Regions from separate parts of the Sus scrofa genome. Here region 1 is linked to region 2. Evidence: chromatin contacts called from public promoter capture Hi-C data. All regions are on one chromosome and are shown on one strand. Each heading gives the region's core, a stretch centred on a gene start, on an enhancer-like site or on the middle of the called end of the contact. The rest is flanking DNA. Distances are from core to core; before and after follow the strand shown. Region 1 holds the start of TDRD3 (tudor domain-containing protein 3). Region 2 holds the start of DIAPH3 (protein diaphanous homolog 3).

Evidence for each region. Promoter capture Hi-C pulls out the DNA fragments that hold promoters and counts their contacts.
Region 1: a contact with region 2 is called in a promoter capture Hi-C map of fetal liver, with 2.7 times the contacts expected there. The contact joins the promoter of TDRD3 here to the promoter of DIAPH3 in region 2. A contact is called at or near these places in 1 of 5 promoter capture datasets (fetal liver), 3 of 47 Hi-C or Micro-C datasets (embryonic fibroblasts, heart right ventricle and skeletal muscle) and 1 of 2 datasets of contacts at active chromatin or transcription factors (alveolar macrophages).

Annotation. Positions count from the first base shown.
Region 1 is chr11:33,255,620-33,259,789 of Sscrofa11.1, reverse strand. It overlaps TDRD3 (tudor domain-containing protein 3), which reads right to left and starts at 2,234. Exons shown (of 14, transcript XM_005668459.3): 1 at 1,301-2,234. The coding sequence starts at 1,341.
Region 2 is chr11:32,993,552-32,997,594 of Sscrofa11.1, reverse strand. It overlaps DIAPH3 (protein diaphanous homolog 3), which reads left to right and starts at 2,741. Exons shown (of 28, transcript XM_021065648.1): 1 at 2,741-3,108. The coding sequence starts at 2,941.

The sequences.
Region 1 (4,170 bases), core at 985-3,484, 260 kb before region 2:
CATTTTTTTTAACAGTTCGGTGCCCCAATCTCCAAGGCCTGTAAAGTAAGGTGCCTGTAATGCCAGGAGTAGCCTCTTCAAAACAAAGCTGTAGCACTCTAACTTTACTCACGAAATCAAATCCATCCTTTAGGCACTTGAAACCTCCATAATCTGGCCCTCAAACTTTAAGGTCTCAATCCTCATTGGACACCTTTCTATTTCCAGGCACCAGAGGGATCTAATGTCAGTTCTGCACACCATAAGCACTTTCCTACTTCTGTCCCTCAGTCTCCAGCGACTCTGGATCTAGAAAGCTTTTCCTCACCATCTTTCAAAATCCACTTCTCTAGGAAATTAACTCTCCTTCCTCTCCAATTCCATACCACCTTTGCTTCTCTGGAAATTGTGAACAATTTCCCCTGTTTTTGTGTTTGTTGTTTTAATGCCTCCCTCTCTCCTCTTTTCACTAAGATAGTGAACTTCCAGAGAGCAGAGGCAAATCTTTTTCAACCTCCTTCTCATTCCTCATCCCAGACTGCGCCTCTGCAGGCCTGGTAAAGCGTTACTAAATTAAACTGGATGTTTAAAACCCTAAAGGCCGAAGTTCCAGAAACTGCTTAATTTCACATAATTTTTAGTTGGTTTCAGGTCCCAAAATCTTGACATGAAACATCTTTAAATCAGAATATCGCCATCCTTTCAAGAAAAGTTCTACGGAGCATCCACACGGGTTGACAACGCGGTCATTCTTAGCTTTAGAAGTTGTGTGTGTGCTCCGGAGGGCAGCTGGAGGGCAGCTTCCCCGCGTTCGGTACCTTACTTTGGAATAAAGAGAACCGAGAGGGGGCCCGCCACCAGCTTGGGCTGTGCTCTGCCCTGCCCTCAACTTCCCGCGGGTCGGCGGGCTCTGGCCGCGCTCGTCCCTCTCCGCCGCACTCGGTTCTCCAGCCCTCGCCTCCCCAGGTCCCGCCGGAGCAACACCCCCGGAGGGGCAAGACGGCGCTGCGGGTCCCACCAGAAGGCTCGGCTCGGGCCTGCGCCGCCGCCAGCCCAGCCGCCCTGCCCGCCTGCCCCCGGCCTCTCCCCAGCCCGTCTCCCGCCACCCAGGGCCCAGGCCGCGCCGCCGCCGCCCCAAAGGGAGCTGGGGGACTCGCTCGCTCCGCGTGGCGCCGGGGGCGGAGCCGTCCCGGAGGTTCCCTCGGAGAGGCCGGGGGCGGGCGGCGGCCTCCGCCTACCCCGACACGCACCCCACCGCCCCCAACCCCAACCCTCCTCGGGCCCCGGCCCGCGCCCGCGGCCGGCGGCACTCGCCACTTACCAACCCGCCTGGGACAACGCCGCGCTGGAGACGTCGGCCATGGTAGCTGCTTAGGCCGGGGGTGGTGGGGGGCTCAGGTGGGGGTTGGGGGGAGGTCTGCTACTTGAGACCAAAAAAAAAAAGAAAAAGAAAAAAGAAAGAAAAGAAAAGAAAAAAACTCCTCTGGTCGGCTCTGCAACTGGGCATGCTCAGTGCGCCGGGCGCTTCCGCGTGCGGGTTCCGCTGGCCGCGTTTTCCGAGCGGCCGCGGAGGCCTGCCCGGCTTGGGCTGCGAAGCTGCAGCGCGCCGGAGGCGGTGATCTGCAGAAGACTGGCCGGGGTCTGCACGTCTGGGCCAGTTTTGTCGGGCCCGGAGCATGGGGCGGCCCCTCCACCGAAGGCCGGCTGCTTTTTGTTCGGGGTCACTTTTCTGAGTTGCACACCTCGGAGACTAGTGGGGCGGTTCTTTGTACAGTAGAGAGCCCGCCTTTCCAGCGCCGACAGGCGGCCACCTCCGAGAGGGCAGGACAACACTAGACCTGAGACGCACGGGCGATGGCGGGAAAGCGCTTCCAGTTTGGCGCTAATAAGGCCACGTTTAGTACAGTGAAACTGTAAGGGTGTTCCAGCTCAGTCTACACAGAAGAAAAGTTTACTTTCTTATCAATATTCGCTCCACTTCACTCGACTTTTCCATCTGCCCCGGATGCAAATATAATTGGATTTTTTTCGGTTCCCCACAGGCAAATCGGACTGTCCAGGTCCCACACCACAATGAAAGTAAGTGGGTCAATTCGAGAAAACCTGCACTTAAGGGATATGGGGAAATAGGACAGTTGTGTCGGTGCTTGTTTTTCCTGCCGCTCTCCCACTGGGCTGGGCCACGTCCCGGCGCGGCCCTCTGACGTTGGCATGCACACTGCCAGGCCTAGTTTCTGCCGGGCCCCTTGCCGGTGCCCTTCCCTGGTTCTCCAGAGGACCGAAACGTAGGAGCGGGTCCCCAGTGGGCATGCGCAGCAGCGTCGCTGAGCGGCGCAGCAGACGCTGCAAAGTGATTGGGTAATCAAGATCCACGCCAGCCAATCGGAGGAACAGGCAGACGGGGCGGTGGACTCGGAAGACGCGCCTTGAACGTTTGCTCCGCCCTCCGGGGTCTTTTAGGGCTGTGGCTGATGGAAAGAAGGGTTTTTCCGAATAGTTGTGGCCCTCGTCTGGAAGCTGTTGAAACCTTGGACGCATAGCCACGGCTGCCTCATTTGTTTCATCACCCACACGGACTTCTAACAGAGACTGCGAAACTGGGCAGAGCCGCTCTTGGACCAGGGAGAAAATTGTCAGTTACAGAAGGAAGAGAATAGTTATCCTGGGTGGAGCTAAATTTCCTTAATACATTTTTTTTATTATTATTTCAACTAGGGTATTCTGGTTGGGCCTCCTAAAAGACATAGTTTTAAAATCACGATGCTTTGCTTTGATGCTGTTGAAATGTGTGTCCAAGCACGTTACTTAGATACTGATTTTAATGAAACATATTTCCAACCACTTTTAGAATCAGAAATAACTGCAGCCTACACTTTGCTTTAGTACACAATGTTTAAGCTATACATATGCTACAAGTCTATTTCAATTTATAGGCACAACTAAAATATCCAGGAGTCAGGAAGATATTGTTTTGATGATAAACAGATGAGTCAAAATTGAATTGCTAATAATTTTTATTGGTTGTTAGAGTCTTCTCTTAACCACCTACTTTATGCGATTACTGTAACATGTTAACTGTGAAAGTTATATGTTGTCCCAATCATCAGAATTCTTCACTGGTTAAATGCAAAGCCTTTATACATTTGGTCTCGCATGCAATGTATACAAGAAAAATTTACCATTGTATGGTATTTACAATAACTTTAATAAAATGTTCCACAAAGCACTAAATTCCCTTATTCTAGGAAGTGATTTTAAAAATGGGTTGATGATTCCAAATGCAGGAATTTGAGATATAAGCTGTTCAATCTTCACGCTATTTATGATATATTTACTCACATACTCCGTAAACATGAAAATAAAACAAAACCAGAGGCATTGTGGCTCAGCGGGTTAAGGAGCCCATGTAGTCTCCAGAGGGATGCGGGTTTTCTCCTTGCCCCATTCAGTGTGTTAAGAATCCAGCATTGTGGTAAGCTGTGGCCTCGGTAGCAGATTCAGCTCCAATCCATTATCGCCATGGTTGTGGCATAGACCTCAGCTGCAGCTCCTATTGGATCCCTAGCCCAGGAACTTACATATGCTGCAGTTGTGGCCATAAAAAGTAATAATAATATTATTAATAAAGGTTAAAAACTTTTCTTTGAAAGGTGTACTTTAAAATAAATGTAGAACAATAGAATGAGAAAATGACCATTCTTCAACTCAATTACAAATGATTTGAACAAGTCCATAAGAGAATGCTAAAAGCCACGGGGTAAGATAATGAAGGACTACAGGATATTCATTTGGTCTCAAAGTATCAAACCATAACTTATTTATTACAAAAGGGAAAAACATACCTTTACCTTGAAAAAATGACTAGCTTAAATAAGAGTCATTAATGGGGCAATCTGATATTATGTTCCTACAGAAATACGCATCATCTAAGAAATATTCTTGCCAAAATTGTATAACCTGAACTTAAGTAAGCTTCTAGACAGTAGTTCCCAACAGGTGGCAGCGGCAGGGGGGGGTCTGCTCACCCTGTACCCCCAACTTCTGAGCATGTTTAGCATGTGTAGAGACATTGTGGTTGTCACAGCCTTGTAGGAGGAGGTTGCTATTAGACATTGTGCAATGCACAAGAAAGCCACTTGATCCAAGATGTCAGTAGTGCCAAGGCTGAGATATGTAGGGGATATTGGAACA
Region 2 (4,043 bases), core at 1,492-3,991:
AAGAAGGTATCTCATGAAATTGTCATTAAAAAAGGATTGAACGGGAATGATCTATCCTTTCCTTCAACTTTTTCCAATTTTCTCTCTTGTATAGTTATTAAGATTGAACCCTCACAAAGATTTCATTACTAATTGTCTGGATGTTGAGACTGAACAGAAATGATAAAGAAACATAGTCCTGGATTCCAAGCTTCTCCAGGCCTGCCTTTCATTTCATTCAACTTGGTCCCTGCCTGGGGCATCCAGCCTGGCACAAGGTAGCACATCCCAAATTGCTGACTCAGTAGGGTATACCATATCCTTATTGTTGGGGCATCAGAATGAGGGGCAGTACATGTGGTTGTGAGGTTTAAATAATAAATACATAGAAAATGTACTTTAAAACATGCAATTTAGATAACGTTATTATTTTCATGGGTGCATTGTAGTTGCAAAGAATTTCTATAAGAAAAATTTCAGAGTGGAATTCCTGTCGTGGCCCAGCGGGTTAAAAATCTGACTAGTATCTATGAGGATATGGGTTCCACCCCTGGCCTCCCTCAGTGGGTTAAGGATCTGGTGTTGCCGAAAGCTGTGGCATAGGTTGCAGGTGTGGCTTGGATCCCATGCTGCTGTGACTGTGGCATGGGCCAGCCACTGCAGCTCTGACTCTACCCCTAGCCTGGGAAATTCCATATGCTGCAGGTGTGGCCATAAAAAGAAAATAAATAAGTAAATAAATAAATAAATAAATTTGAGTATTCTATGTAAAGCTTGAAAATTAATTATAGTAGCTCCTGCTTACTTAATACCTTCTACATGCCAAGTGCCTGAGAAAGAAAAGAGCAGTCCTTGACATTAGGGAACTAGTTGCCACTTCTAGCTGGGCCTCAGTGTTTTTAGAAGCTGGCCTGTCACTCGCAGAGAGGCCCTTTTTTTCTCATGGACACAACCAATCACACAGAATAGTGGCCAAATCACAATAGACTAGGAATAACTGCTTCTCCTTTGTCAGCTTTTGCTTCATTCTTTAGCCTGCCATCCTTCTACATAGGATTTACTAAGATACCCAATTACTGATCTGCCCCCAATCCCTGGCAGCACTGAAAACCAGAGTAACTCTTCTCACTTTACTTTGGAGGAGTCTTCCAAAATCATCTCACCCAAAGGTCAAGTACTTTAAGTCCTGTTGGGACTTAAGCCTCTTACTGAGAAACCCCATGTTCTCCACAGGGCAGGTTCTCATTCCTTAGGAGTGATAACCTCTACTTTTCAACTACAGGTGTTTTTCCTGGTGGTCTTTGGTGGGAGGGGCTTTCACAGACATTGCTAAGAACCTTACATATGCTCTCTTATTTAAGCCTGACAGGATTTCTGTTAGTTAGGTACTATTACCCTCTGCTTCTGCAGATGGAAAGGCAAAGAAAGAAATTTTAACATCACCCCCCCATCACATACCTAGTAAATAACCCCATTTTGATCTAATGGTAAGCAGAAAATACGTAGGTCCATGTAGGAAATACTTGCAGTTCTCCTGACCTTTCTGTTTTTCTCATCTTTCCTCTAAAGATCAGGTGCTCTTTAAGGACAGGGACTAGCACAGAAAGTTTGGTACAGTAAAAAGAAATGAATATTCAAAAACTAAAAAACCCCTGAAAACTGTAGAGTGGAGACTTACTTGAAACTAAGGCTCATTTTCTCAACCTCTGTGATAAACTCCTGAGTTCCTGGAGTTGTTTCTAAGTACTGAAATCAGTACTGCATGTTTACCCACACCACCTCCATGTAGTCAGAAGGTGGAAGCTTAAGGAAATAGTTCAAACAGAAAGACTGCTTTTAAGGGGGAAAGAAAGCACACTTATGTGTGGGAAAACTGCTTTGGCCTTGTAGCTTGACCTTGGCTATACACAATAAACTCTTCTGAATGCTTTCAGCTCAAGGCACTTCATTACATGCCCTTTAAGTTTTTCAACTCTTTGCTCTCGACTTCTCTTGCCTTGGCTCCTGCCTGTAATGCCTTTTATCGGAAGGCCCCACGACTCTTTTTTTTTTTTTCCAAGAAAATCTTTGCATCCTTCCTCTCTTCTTTCCGAATCTCCTCCTTCACACTTAATCTCTCTCCCTTTGTTCTCAATTAAATTTAAAAATAACTGCTATAACAACTACATTATTTTGTTGTTTGTGTAAGGATTTGCAAAGCACAGTAGACTGTGAGCTCCTTAAGGTGGTGGCTGCCTCTGCCACCTCTGGGCGGGCTCCCAGCACTAAGGCGTCCAGCAGGCGCTCTGGCAATCTGTCGAGAGGGCACCCTTTAGGAGCATCTTGGGTGCTGTGGTTCTCTCCCTCCTGGCACCCCTTCAAGTACAGATTCCAGAACTACTTTTCCAGGTGGTCGTCACACGCTGCATCCCAAGACGTGCATGGAGGGTTCGCAGATGGTTGCACATCCCAGCGCTGTTCAAATGGTGGTGCAGGGCGGATCTTGCCTGCCTCCCAAGTTATCAGGAATCCGTTCTTCAAATAAAAAAAAAAAAAACCCAAACAAACAAACAAACAAACAAAAAAACCCGGACAGGCTTCCTCCCGATCAATTCTTCCCGCTTCCCCAAACCTGATCCCACCCTGTGCCCTCAAAGAATTGCATGAACCGCCCGAGGCTCGAGCTGCCTACGAACGGCCAGCACAGCCAATCACATTTCTCTTTGCCCGGAAGGGGCGGTCCCCGGGAGTGTCACTGACCGCGCGGCGCGGGATTGGCTGGTCCCGGCGGTCCGCGACAGGCGGGAGTTTTCGGATGTGCTGGCGGCGGCCCCGGGAAGCAGCGGTTGGGCTGAACCTGGCTGGCTGCTTGGGCGGTGGGATCCGGAAGACGAGTCCGCCAGGGACCCCTGGGCTCCCTCACGTGGCTGGCAAAGCTCCTGCCTTCTTTCCTCTCCTGTCGCTCCAGAGCTGCGGGGAAGCATGGATCGGCACCGGCCACGGCAGCACCACCCGGCGGCTGAGGCTCCCTACCCCTCCTCCGCCTCGCTCCGCAGCTGCCGGGAAGGCAAGATGCCTCGCAGGAAGGGTCCCCAGCACCCTCCCCCGTCTGGCGGCCGCGAGGAGCCGGGAGAGAAACGCCCCAAGTTTGTAAGTTTGGCCTGGTGGTGGGGTCGGGCAGCTCTTTCCGTGCATCTGGGCTCAATCCCTGGTCCTTCTGACCAGGCTGACAGCGTGGGTGGGTTCACAGGGCCTATGTGGGGGCTACATTTTGTTCTAGATTTTCAGAGCTGCCATTCTCTTCATAGATTTACGACGGCAGGGTCCAATTCTATTTGGATCCTTTGAAAAATACACTGATCATTGTGGGGCTCCCAATTTTTTAAGGCTGACGCGAGAAGCAGTTCAAATGTATTGACGTCACCTAGGTGGGCTTTGCATATTTTAGGTTAAACTTGTCCTTCCCCCGCCTAGCGCCTGAGGGTATGAGATAATATCGAAGTGAATTCTTAGGTGAGAGTATTTCTTTTTCTGCTTAATATTTTAATCCAAGAAGAACTTTTAGAAGTAGATTATAATTTTCCAAGTTGAAACTGCCGGTTTTAAAACTTGGCGGGCCATGTGGTCATTGCTAAAGAATGTTTTGTTTAAAAGGGAAAGAAGTCGAAGTATTAGAAACCCGCTATTCTGGTTGCTTCTCTTACTCACTGTAACAGTCAAGGGAGGTGTGGTGATTAGCTCCTTGCCAGTTTTTTTGTTGGCATAAAGTAGTGAAAGAATAGGCAATGAAGATTGTGTGTGTGTGTGTGTGTGTGTGTGTAAATAAACATGTCACATAGCAGGTTGATAGATTTGGGGTGAGAGTAACAGAATTGAAAATTTAATACTGATCCCTCCATTTTACCTAGGAATATAGAAAAACATTTTTGTTTTTAGTGAAATTTTACAGTTCAGCGTGTGCCTTCTGTGAACAAATGGAAGTTGTTGGGAATGTAATTCAGGATACACAAACTAAGGAAATAAAGGCTTGTGGAGGAGTGAGTAGCTACATATCACAGTTAATAATAATGATAGATGAATAAAAT